3 separate regions of the Danio rerio genome follow, and regions 1 and 2 are each linked to region 3. Evidence: chromatin contacts called from public Hi-C and HiChIP or PLAC-seq data. All regions are on one chromosome and are shown on one strand. Each heading gives the region's core, a stretch centred on a gene start, on an enhancer-like site or on the middle of the called end of the contact. The rest is flanking DNA. Distances are from core to core; before and after follow the strand shown. Region 1 holds the start of uggt1 (UDP-glucose glycoprotein glucosyltransferase 1). Region 2 overlaps hs6st1a (heparan sulfate 6-O-sulfotransferase 1a). Region 3 holds the start of hs6st1a (heparan sulfate 6-O-sulfotransferase 1a).

Region 1 (3,828 bases), core at 757-3,256, 230 kb before region 3:
AGAGCGACATTTAGATGAACATGGTGTATATGTTTGCACAATCGCTGCAAATTTCTGTTGTGAAAACAAAGAATATTTTAAATATAAACTACACATTTGCATATGCAAGACTATAATTTGATTTAATCACTTTCCTTGCATGATACATTAACGCTACAGAGGAGCATGTTTCTTATTTATTTATAATAAATTTATAATAATTATAATTTATAATTATTTATAATAATTTAAAAATTCTATTTAACTGAGCGAAGTTTTTTTCAACACATTTCTAAGCATAGTTTGTTCTGTAGACTATCGAGAAAAACTAGCTTAAAGGGGCTAATAATTTTGCCTCTAAAATGTTTTTTTTTAAGAAATGAAAAACTGCTTTTATTCTAGCTGGAAAAAAAGACTTTCTCCTGAAGAAATAATATTATCAGACATACTTTGAAAAGGTCCTTGTATTATATTATGCATTCTATTTAAAGTATTTTTTTTAAATTGCATAAATGTGTGTTTCTTGCATTAAAGCATGAAAGAATGAATCTTCAGTGCAAACACTGCATCCATATAATTCCACCAAGCAAAAACGCTGCAAATCTTAACCATAAAATAAATGAGTAAAATAAATAAAGTTAAATTAAGATTGTTGCAAATGATCTGCAATAAATAAATGCAGCCCATATAATATTAACTTACTACACAGAAAATTATGCAATTAAACACACAACATTTTACACATTAGAGTAATAACAGCATAACAAATATCATACTGACAGGCATCAGCATGTCTAAAATATGAAATGAAAAGATCAAATATTACCATCATGATCATTCTCAATGTTCTGGTTGGCTTCCACAAAGGCCCAGAACTTGTCCTGACTCTCCTCGGCAAGGAACTCGCTGTAAAGTACAAATCATCTTATACTGTTTGCAAACTGTAGCCTGTCCTGAATGTCTTACGCAGGGAACAAACTGTAGAATATTATGGCATCATATAATGTGGAGGTAAACATTGTTTGGTCATGCAACGTGCATTGAAGCTAACCTGGCTTCCAACAGGAGAGGTGTCGAGGGCCATTTAGTAGTCAGTGTCGTTGTAACTGCTTTTGAGTCCCCATTGACAGAGTCGACAGAGCCCAGAGCCAGCAGTGCAGCACAAAACAGCCACATCTTTCCACAAAATCCTGAGAAAGTGAGACAGTTTAGTCGCGTTTTTGCTAGAGGAGAAATGTAACTACAATAACGCCATAGACGCTGAAGAAGGTAAACGCTTCAAATATGGAAAAGAAAGTGAAAGAAACTTTGAAAGAGTCCTATTTTCACTTTACTGAATTAAATACGTCACTATAAAACATAAAGACGTAAAAATACAAACGTAGGGCATGTAAATAACGCAGTAATTGAGCATATCATTCATACGTTTCTGCTTGTTTGTATTTCACTTCGTTTGACAGATTGGAGAGGACAGCGCGAGTTGACTCTGAGCCAATCAGAGCGCTCAGCGTGGACATCGAGATTAGCTTCATCCAATCAGAGATCTTATCGAACGCAAGTTCCGGGTTCTCTTTAACTTCCTGCATTATAACTAATTCTCTCAAAGCATGGTTTTTACTAGGATGAATGAAATTTTAATTACCTGAAGCTGGCGCTTAAAATGCAGTAAAGCAACTGATTTCGTATTATCTACTCTACTTAATCATAACGAACGACTGCTAAACGTTTTACACATTAAAGGGTGTTTCAATACTATAGCGTGTCTTTGTCAAATACAGAACATCCATAAAATACTTCTTAAATAGAAAGAAGAGTTTAAATGAGCTCACTTTTCTTAGTAGCGAATTAGCAGTATAGGACTTATAACTGTGCAATCATGACTGATGCATGCATTTTTCTTCAACCCAGATGCAAAATGCTCGAAGTGATGTATTCACACACACTATTGTTGCAACAAATGCAACGCGGCAGAATTATGAGGAGGTAAAAGCGAGGAATCATACCAACACCGGCTTCGGAATCTGCTTCGTGAGTTGCCATGTTTGGACGGTATAAGTGGCCCATGCTATGGTTCATGTGTGGGTCCTCTTCTCCGTGCCTTTTTAGAAATACAATATTAAGCATGCGAGAAATCATCTTTAATATTATATATTCAAAAAAAAATACAAGTACGCAATATTTTGCAACATATTAAAATATATGTCAGGAATTTAGCTAAGGGGGGAAAACACACGTGTTACTTAAGTGCTTTTTGTCGCAGGCGATTCATTAGACAGCTTATCCCTCACAGGCGCCATTTTGGCTCAACAAGACAGCGCGTGAGTTTCTAATATAACGTGAGAGAATGGAAACTGGATGTAACGATAATACGTTTAGCTCATGGTAAAAAAAATGCAGCATCTTTTCATTTGATTTCCATCCCGCAACTGTGTGTGATGACTTTTTGTGCGTCCTTTATATTTAAATAATTTATTAATTGCTTATGAAAGGGTAAATGCCCCCCATAATTTATATGGTATCTAGGCTAGTGTCAAACACAAACTCTTCTTTGTTAAACAAAAAAATATACATGTTGTAGAAAGCTTGAAACATAAGACTTCCGTTGTTTTACCTCATTGAACCAGATTTCAGCTTTCTAAAAAAAATTGCCTTTTGTGTTTAACAGAATAAAAAACTCAAAAAGGTTAGGAAAAACTTGAGGGTGAGGAAATAATGAATAAATTAATTTTGGGGTGAAATATTATTTTAAATCACTAAGCAGATCTGAAGTCAAACTGAATCAGAATTCACATTAGGTCGATTGTACAGTTTGATCAGAATCCTTCATGTTTAATGAATGTTTAGGGCTTTGCTAAAGAATTATAGCACAACAATATTTCTTGAAAACATTTTAAACAAATTCAGCCAAAAATAAAGTTAATAAGCTTGTTTCAGGAGTGTGGATGAAAAATAACTTCTTCACTGTCAGTGTCTCCACAAGGCTTTATGCTATCTTCAGTATGCTACTAGATATTTCCTACTCCCTCTTCTGAAGTCTTGATTAGGAGCTTAGCATTCAAATGCTTTGTTGTCATTTGCAGGTCATCAGTCAGGATATCCGCTCCTTCAGTAATATGGTGTGGCTCCTCCCACTGACTCGTACTGCTTGGGTAAAGTTGCTCAGAAACTGGTGTAATTCTAATAGAAAGAAACGCTGACACTGTTACCATGTTTTAATTGCTGTAGGCCTATAAATAAATTTGAGGTGACTTGACTGAAATGACAGACAAGTCTTCGCATTTATCACTGGACTGATCACTCGACAGTGACCTAATCACACCTGCAGCATCTCCACGATGAACATTCAGTGTTCTCCAGCCTCCAGCGCCTAGACTGCATCTCTGCACAGGAAGTTTGGCCAGAGGAGGAATGGTCAAGCTCACCTGAGCCTGGCTTCCCCCTAGGTTTTTTTCCTTCACTTTCGTCAATTGGTGAAGTCTGTTCCTTGCCACTGTCACCACTGGCTTGTTTGTTTTGGGACTGTGGAGCTGCACATCGATGGATTTGTTCTTCAGGAGTGAAAATTAAACCATTTAACTGAACTAAACTGAAATTCAACTCTGAAAACTGGACTGACACTGAACATTTACTGGAACTTCTATGTTAAGCTGCTTTGACACAATCTACATTGTAAAAGTACTATATAAATAAAGATGAATTGAATTGAAATGCTGAATTGCAGAGCTGCAAACCACATCCACATCATTATGATCTCACCACTGTCATTTGGGTTGTGTGTTTATTTTGTTAATGAGAGAAAGCATGCAGTGCATATTGCCATTCTCATCTGCATGCTCATCATCTGGAGAG
Region 2 (4,100 bases), core at 28-2,527, 210 kb before region 3:
CTATGTTTTCAAAGTGCACTGTGAAGTGAGCACAATTGTACACATAAAAATCGCTTAAACTGAAATGTAAAAATAGTTTGAAAGCAAATTACACCTAAGAATGATAACTTTAATGTTTATATATATATATATATATATATATATAATTCCGAGTTTAAATGTTAGAATGAAAAGGGCATAGGTGGAATAACTGGGAATAGAACACAACCAGGAACTATGTTTCTAACTACAGCTCCAGAGGTGTAGTTACCAGCATACAAGTTTGCGAAGCAGTTTGGGAATGTTCGTTGAAATGGCGGATTTGGGAAATGCCAAATCAACAAACTATGTTTTTAACGATGCAACCTGCAACCTTAGTTGGCTAACGAGGGTTTTCGGAAATGCACCCCAGAATAGTTTCTCAGATTGTGTCTCAAAATGGCCTCCATGGCCGAATCAGTGCCCAGACTTCATCAATAAATTGTATGAATCCTTGCCAAACCGCATGGATGCAGTCCTTAAAGCTCAAGGAAGTCATACAAGATATTAAATTTGGATCTCACAGCATTACTACTTAATTTGCTGACATATTTTTGTATTTGCAGTAAATTTGTTACATTTCTGTATAGGTGACAAAACATTTGTCTAGCCAAAACTTGACATTTCTGTCTTGATTATATAACAAATCTTTTTTTTCAGTGAAACAAATTTTTTTCAGACTACAGGTTAATAGCAGGTGTTTCTACCAAACAGATAAGCGACAAGACTTTTGCCAGGGACTGTATTTTGGGCAGCACAATATGACAAAATAAAATGAGTGTCATGTTTAAAAAAAAAAAAAATAATAATAATAAAAAAATACATTATTAACATTAATTATATTTTGTCACATTTTTTGCTGCCCGGCAAACTAGGGATGTAAAATAAACTGCACTATCTCTAATGATTTCTAATATTTAGTCCTATAAAAATCATCATCAACAAATGCATAGAGAGAGAAAGAGAGAAAAATGTAGTGTAGAACAAATTTACTGTATGACGTAACTATGATTATTTGATTGAGCAAAACACCAGCATTTAACCATCATTTCAGTCCAGAAATAAACATGGCCCAGTAAACCACCCTAATTTGGAAGCAGAGCACTTGCTCTTTTCCTCCTTGTTTCTTTGTTTTGTTTAATATATTCACTCCTGTTGCTTTACACGCTGAACGCCACACTATCCGATGACCTTTTTCCTCTGTTTTCAATCATCTTGTGTCTAAAGCCAAACTCCTCTGGGGCTTCGCTGGGTTCGTGAGCGGCTTACTAACATGCAGTTCCCGCTGCAGCCACTCGGTGGTGATATAAACAAAGAATTCACCGAGATGCACTTGGATGAAAAAAAGAGTCTCAGTATCAGTCATGTTTAAGTATACTCCACTGAAGCAGATTTACTAAAGGCACGGACAGTGTTGGGACCGTATGTAAAACAGGGAAAGAAAAAGAAAAGAGGGTAATGACGGGTCGGGTCATTGTCATTGTCATTGTCCTAGTAGTGCAACAGGGAAAATGACAGAAATTTGCTGGCACAAGCATATCACGGCTGCACACATGCAAACTAAACAAAACTTTTTCCTGTAGCAAAGTCCTTCCTGCATGGCCACGGACAAACAGAACTAGAAGAGGTCACAAAATAAAGTCAGGGTTATAGGGCTGCTTGTTATTGAAGAAAGGGCTAGAGAAAAGTGACATAATGATATTTAATTTAGTTTTTCTGCAATAAATATCCATAATGGGTAACGCTGTGGTGCATGATCGCCTCAAAGCAAGAAGGTCGCTGGTTTGAGCCTCGGCTGGGTCAGTTGGCATTTTTGTGTGGAGTTTGCATGTTCTCCCCATGTTTGTGTGGGTTTCCTCCGGGAGCTCCGGTTTCCCCCACAGTCCAAAGACATGCGGTGTAGGTGAATGGGTAAGTTAAATTGTTCGTAGTTTATGTGTGTGAACGAGAGTGTATGATTGTTTCCTGGAGATGGGTTGCAGCTGGAAGGGCATCCGCATTATTGTGAATTTAAAGTGATAATTGAAAAATAAACAAAATAGAAAACACACCACAACAACATTATTGTACTATAAAATAGAGCAATAAATTAAAAGTAATACTAACATATACATCTAAGTTTGATGAAGTTGATATATTGTGCGCAATCAGTTGAAGTCCGAATTATTAGCCCCCCTTTACATTTTTTTTTCTTTTAAAAAATATTTCCCAAATGATGTTTAACAGAGCAAGGAAATGTTCACAGTATGTCTGATAATATTTTTTCTTCTGGAGAAAGTCTAATTTGTTTAATTTCGGCTAGGATAAAAGCAGTAAAAATAAAAAAAATTAAGGTCAAAATTATTAGCACTTTTTGGCTATATTTTTTTTCAGATAGTCTAAAGAACAAACCATCAATATACAATAACATGCCTAATTACTCTAACCCGCCTTATTAACCTAGATAAGCCTTTAAAAAAATAAATCAGTTATTAGAAATGAGTTAATAAAACTATTATGTTTAGAAATGCTTTGAAAAAAAATATTTTCTCTGTTAAACAGAAATTTGGGGTGGGGGGTGGCTGGGTTGGGAGTAATAATTCAGGGAGGCTAATAACTCTGACTTCAACTATACATACTAATATAACATATATTGTCCAACACTCATTGAATAAACTAAATACTTAGGTCCTTAAACTGCACATCATCCTTGTCAACACAAGTGAAGAGAAAAACGACAGTTGTGTAATAACATAATTTAATAAACATGACCAATTTAATGCTGTGATTTTTTCAGACAAAGAAAAACAATGCATTGCTGCAGTAATTACCAAAATCATAAAACAATTTTGCTAAACAGTCTTTGTTAGTGTGTGTTTTTATTGTGCAAATGGGAGGAGGAGGACTCTGTCCATTAATATCAGCACCAGTGCCCTTCTGTATCGTAAATCTGACTGCGAGGGAATCTGGGGAAATCTGAGTCTCTCTGCAAAGCGTCATTTGAAATTTATGAGCAATTTCCTCAGTCACAAAAACAAACACCTGGAGGGAAGCAGTGCGGCAGAGTCACAACTCACAACAAAACACCCTCGCTCTACATCACTCAACCTCATACTGCCTCACTTCATCATTACAGTCTGCAAATCATGATAAAGACAATTGCTGAAACAGGTACAGTCCAACTCAAGACCTGATCCTAGCTCTAACCTTAATGTTCCGAGAGGTTGCTAGGTTATACGACATTTCTCAAACTGATGTTTCTGGCTTAGGAGACTGTATACTAACAAGAAGACTTTACTAGTTTATGTTGGCAGCTCCAAATAGCTAGCCTCCAATACAATCACGCCCATAATAACTTTTATCTGGGTCACGGCACCAATTTAACCCCTATGGTTCTACTCTCCTTGTTTCAAGGACAAATAAAACTATTTTTCCAGCATAAGAGGCACACTAATAAGGAAATTCATTAGTCAATCAATACTCTCTTTGTCAGTAAATTGTGCAAACTGACTATCGAGAGGGTCAAATATTCTCAATCAGTAATATTTGTTTGTGTAATACATATGCATGTCTCAGTAAGCCATATTCATATATTTAATTTAATTACATCTCATTTATTAATCACACTTATGGTTGGTGCCAATAGCCAAGTGGTTAGAGTGTCAACACAATACTAAGGTGCTCAAGATGACCTGAGTTCAATTCTTGGCTCAAGATGTTTTGCAGATCTTTCCCTTCTCTCTGCTCCCCACACTTATCTGTCTGTAATCTCCACTGTACATTAAAGGTCAACCCACCCCCCCCCCCACCCCCCCATCCCCCCATTTTAGGCTACATGTTGATACAAACATAGGCTTTCTTTTATTTCTGGGCTAGATGCATATGCAGTTTTACAAGAAAATTGTCTTTAAATGCTTACGGTGTCTATCATTGCCCTAAATCTGTTGGTTTCAGACCACTGACTGACTATTTTTCAGCATAGACTTCTAAACGCTTTCATGCATTCACAATGGTATGAACTGTTATACTACTAGCTAGTCTCCATTATGAACTCAGTTCTTTCTGAGGTCATAGCATCACGTTAAAACCTTGTGGTTTCACTC
Region 3 (3,792 bases), core at 928-3,427:
TGACTTTGCAGAGCTTAGATAATTTAATCCACAAAATCCTATTAAAAACTAAAACAGACTACATGCACGGAGACAGATTGCACATCGCTGCAAAGGTAATACACTGTGCAAACAGTAACCGACTCCAATAGCTTTTAAACAGACTGGAATGGATTTGTGACACTGTTATTTCTACTGTAAGTGAGGAACGGCAATGAAGACAGATTGATAGTTCTTATCCAGAATACAGCAAAATGTGGTGTGTTTTTCCTGAAATGTCTGCTACAGTCAGTGTGTAGTGTCCTGATGTGGTGAGTTCTGTAACCACTATCTTGGCAGCCAGGACTCACTAGTGTTTACGAGGGCTGTTTTACAACACAGTAATTTTCCACCTCCATCACTGGAGAAAACACAAACATGCAGAAATCGAAAACGACACAAACATTGACACATTAAGTCCTATCTTCCACCTGAGCAACAAGACTTTAACATGATTAACATAGTTTTGTCCAAAATATTTAATTTACTTTAGTAAAAACTGTGGTAGCTGTTTAAGCCATTTTCACTGCTTCGACTTTTTGTTTGCACATAATTAAATTAAATATAATATGTTTACCATGTTAATATCAAAAAGACTTGCAACCAATTTCACAAGACCACAGAAATGCTGTAAAACTATTGAGGTGTTCACACTTTAAATGTTGTCGTTGTTAACCCAGGTAAAATTAATCTTGGCTTGTTTCAATATATCACACTCTCCATATATTTTCCTAAGCGGTCAGGTTTCCGATACCTGACACTGTAAAACTGTAGCTATATTTGTAAACTTTGGGTTAGCTTACTTAGTTGCACTGATATGATGCTAATAACACTGGTTTGAGGGAGTAAAATTACATGTAACTTGATTTAAAAAAGTAAACGCTTGTCAACTGGTGGAAGTATCACCATCTTCTGTGTGCTTGAATTAACCTGCTGAAGCATACTTGTTACTCAGTTAACTGTTCAGCATTTTAGCTATAACAGCACGTCAAAGTTTACTTGACGTATGTCAGTGCGTGAATATTTAATAAGGGATGCAGTAGCCAAGTTCGTGATTGGTCGTCTGATGCAGAACAAGCCTTTGTTTACGTTCCAGCTTCAAAGTATTTAATAATCCAGGGTTAAACGCGTTCTATCTAAGAGTGAAAACCTGATTAACCTTTACCTGGGCTTTAAAAAGAAGATCAGCCATCAAGTGTAATGTGAAAAGAGTCTAATGCGCATAGATAACTAAATTGCAGATGAAGGCAAGTGCATTGACTCTCTAAAGTTCAGACTGTCTCAAACCCCACTGAGACATCAATTTGCGACTGCACAAGCCTGTCTCTAAAAAAACAACAAACTGGATTTTGAGACATCCAACAATTCGCATGAAAGAAAATTTCCCAAGCATCACCTTTGATTTTTCATCCTGCTCTCCTTTTTGTTCAAAACCCCCGGTACGCAGTTGGTCAGTTCGGTCCAGTCCGCGTGTAAGCCACAACTCCAACCGGTGGAGAACCGTGAGAAGAGCCAGGTTTCTTTCCTATTGGGTCGGTAACAGGTACACTTCTTCTGTCCCGGTCTACAGTCGCACGGAACCTCCAGCCTGACGTTCTGGACCAGGTGCCTCCCGAACGTGGTCCCACCGGTCTTCTGGATGTGGAGGAACACGATCACATCATCCCCCTTGATTTCAAAATCCACGGTCCGCTCCAGATCCCTGATGGGGAAATAGAATTTCTTGACGTAATGGGGATCAGGAGTCGGGAAGAGATCCGCATCGTCTTCCAGCATGTAGCCGTGCGGAGAGCCGAAGTTCATCATCCCCGGAGCCACGTACTGATACAAAATCAGCATGAACAGAACCGAGCCGACAACGATGAACAGAAATTTACTGCTCCTCTCAACCATGTTCCTTCCAGTGAGGAGGTTCATGTGTTACCATTTCCCGGTTGACTGTTTTTTAGGGTGTCTCCATATAAACACTCGGCAGTCAGAGCATCGCGCGCTGAAAGTCAGTCGTCAGACGCATTGGGTCAGGTTGGACTCATTGCATCAGAAGTGTTGCGGTATAGGATCCAGCACGGCGCGGTCTCCCTCCTTTCACCACTGTATGACACGGTGTGTTTAAAGTCCTCGACACATCGCTGTGAAGCTCCTCCAGCAGCGTGCACAGCGACACCCACTTTCCCAACACGCGCGCGCTCCGCTTTCTCAAACACAAACGAGCGCTATTTTGTTGTTTCTAGTAAACGCCCGCGAAGCTTTTGGCATTATGATGTTTCTCTAAACTCAGCGGCGTTTCATCACAAGAACCAAAAATAATGAAAGGTACATTTAAATACTACTACTACAAATAATAATAATAATAATAATAATAATAATAATAATAATAATAATAATAATAATAATAATAATAATTATTATTATTATTATTATTATTATTATTATTATAAATGTAAATTATTATTATTATAAATGTTCAATGCCCAACAACTGCATTGTACAGCACTTTTTAAATAATAATACAGTTTTAGAAATGAAAAAAAAAAATTATATGCAATTATTTTGCAATTATTATATGCAATTATATTAAAATTATTATCAAGCAAGACACTGAAATTACAAATAATATATGCTATTTTAAGACATTATTTTATAATTATTTTATTGAAATTATGTAAAAAAAACTTTGTTTTTGATTAACACTTTATATATTGCTTATTGTGAATAAACAAGCAAAGTAAATAATAAGCAAAAATAAAAACAAAAAAACAAGGCAAAAGTACAACAAGTCCTACAAAATTACATAAAAATTACTATATTACATTTTAAAATGCTTTAAATGATAATGCAATGTTTTCAACTATTGTTTAGTCACTGAAACTACTTCATAGTGCTGGCTGAACATTCAATTGTCACAGATAAAACTCTGTGATAATATACAATTTCTAAAAGATAAACCTGCTAAAGTGCAATTTGTGGTTGAGCAGCAAAAAGTGTGAAACAAAGAACTTTTATGTGCATGTTCACCTCTGATAAGATAAAGGCGGTTATTCATTTGTAAAAGTAAAGTTTGCGTTATGAACAAGAAACCACTTTCTAACTTGAAGGCACACTGAAACATAAAATCAACACAGAAAAGCGTTCAGCTAGAACTCAGACAGGACTCCTTCACCACACGCTAGTAGGCAGTGTTTAGTGCAGTGCTATTGTATATAGAGACCTGTTTCATTTTTTTGCCTTTGACTTTCAGCTGTGCTTGCTTGCTTGCTTGCTTGCTTGATTGATTGATTGATTGATTGATTGATTAATTGATTGATTGATTAATTGATTAGGGGGATGTCTAAATTCTTAGTGTAGGGATGTTCGATCCTTCTAGGTTTTTATGACAAGATATTTTTAATTATGGATTGAAATAAGTCCTCTTGTAAACATAACTCATTGATACTTAAAAATAACTTTTGACATAACCTTGATGCTGCAGAATAAAATGCACATGCTTGCACCCCAAAAATCCTTGTCTTATATATATATATATATATATATATATATATATATATATATATATATATATATATATATATATATATATATATATATATATAAACAGCATCCTCTTACCTCTTACAGCAGTGGTTCCCAAACTTTTTTAGCAGAGACTGCTTTTTTCCTCTGAAAATATTGTAAGGCCCCCCTCAACATTCAATGATATTATCACTCATATAAGTTTGCAGTAAGGATGACAAAAAATGTTGTTTTCAAACAAATGGTATGTTTATTATTATATCT

What was found. Hi-C and Micro-C count contacts between places; a contact is called where the count stands out from the background. HiChIP or PLAC-seq counts read pairs in DNA pulled down with a chosen protein or histone mark.
Region 1: an H3K4me3 HiChIP or PLAC-seq map of embryo shows a contact between it and region 3, with 6 times the contacts expected there. The contact joins the promoter of uggt1 here to the promoter of hs6st1a in region 3.
Region 2: a contact with region 3 is called in a Hi-C map of embryo, with 3 times the contacts expected there. The contact joins the enhancer-like site here to the promoter of hs6st1a in region 3. A contact is called at or near these places in 3 of 18 Hi-C or Micro-C datasets (caudal fin and embryo) and 3 of 4 datasets of contacts at active chromatin or transcription factors (caudal fin, embryo and pancreas).

What each region holds. Positions count from the first base shown.
Region 1 is chr2:43,928,875-43,932,702 of GRCz12tu, forward strand. uggt1 (UDP-glucose glycoprotein glucosyltransferase 1) reads right to left here and starts at 2,007. Exons shown (of 40, transcript NM_001077534.1): 1 at 1,983-2,007; 2 at 1,031-1,169; 3 at 806-885. The coding sequence starts at 1,155.
Region 2 is chr2:43,950,299-43,954,398 of GRCz12tu, forward strand. The region is part of intron 1 of hs6st1a (heparan sulfate 6-O-sulfotransferase 1a); the gene reads right to left. Among named protein-coding and RNA genes, the nearest start is that of uggt1, 21 kb to the left of the region's middle. Within about 2 kb of position 1,278, at least 4 of the 62 cell types and tissues checked have an H3K27ac peak or open chromatin away from gene starts, as enhancers often do.
Region 3 is chr2:44,163,044-44,166,835 of GRCz12tu, forward strand. hs6st1a (heparan sulfate 6-O-sulfotransferase 1a) reads right to left here and starts at 2,178. Exons shown (of 2, transcript NM_001430963.1): 1 at 1,415-2,178. The coding sequence starts at 1,935.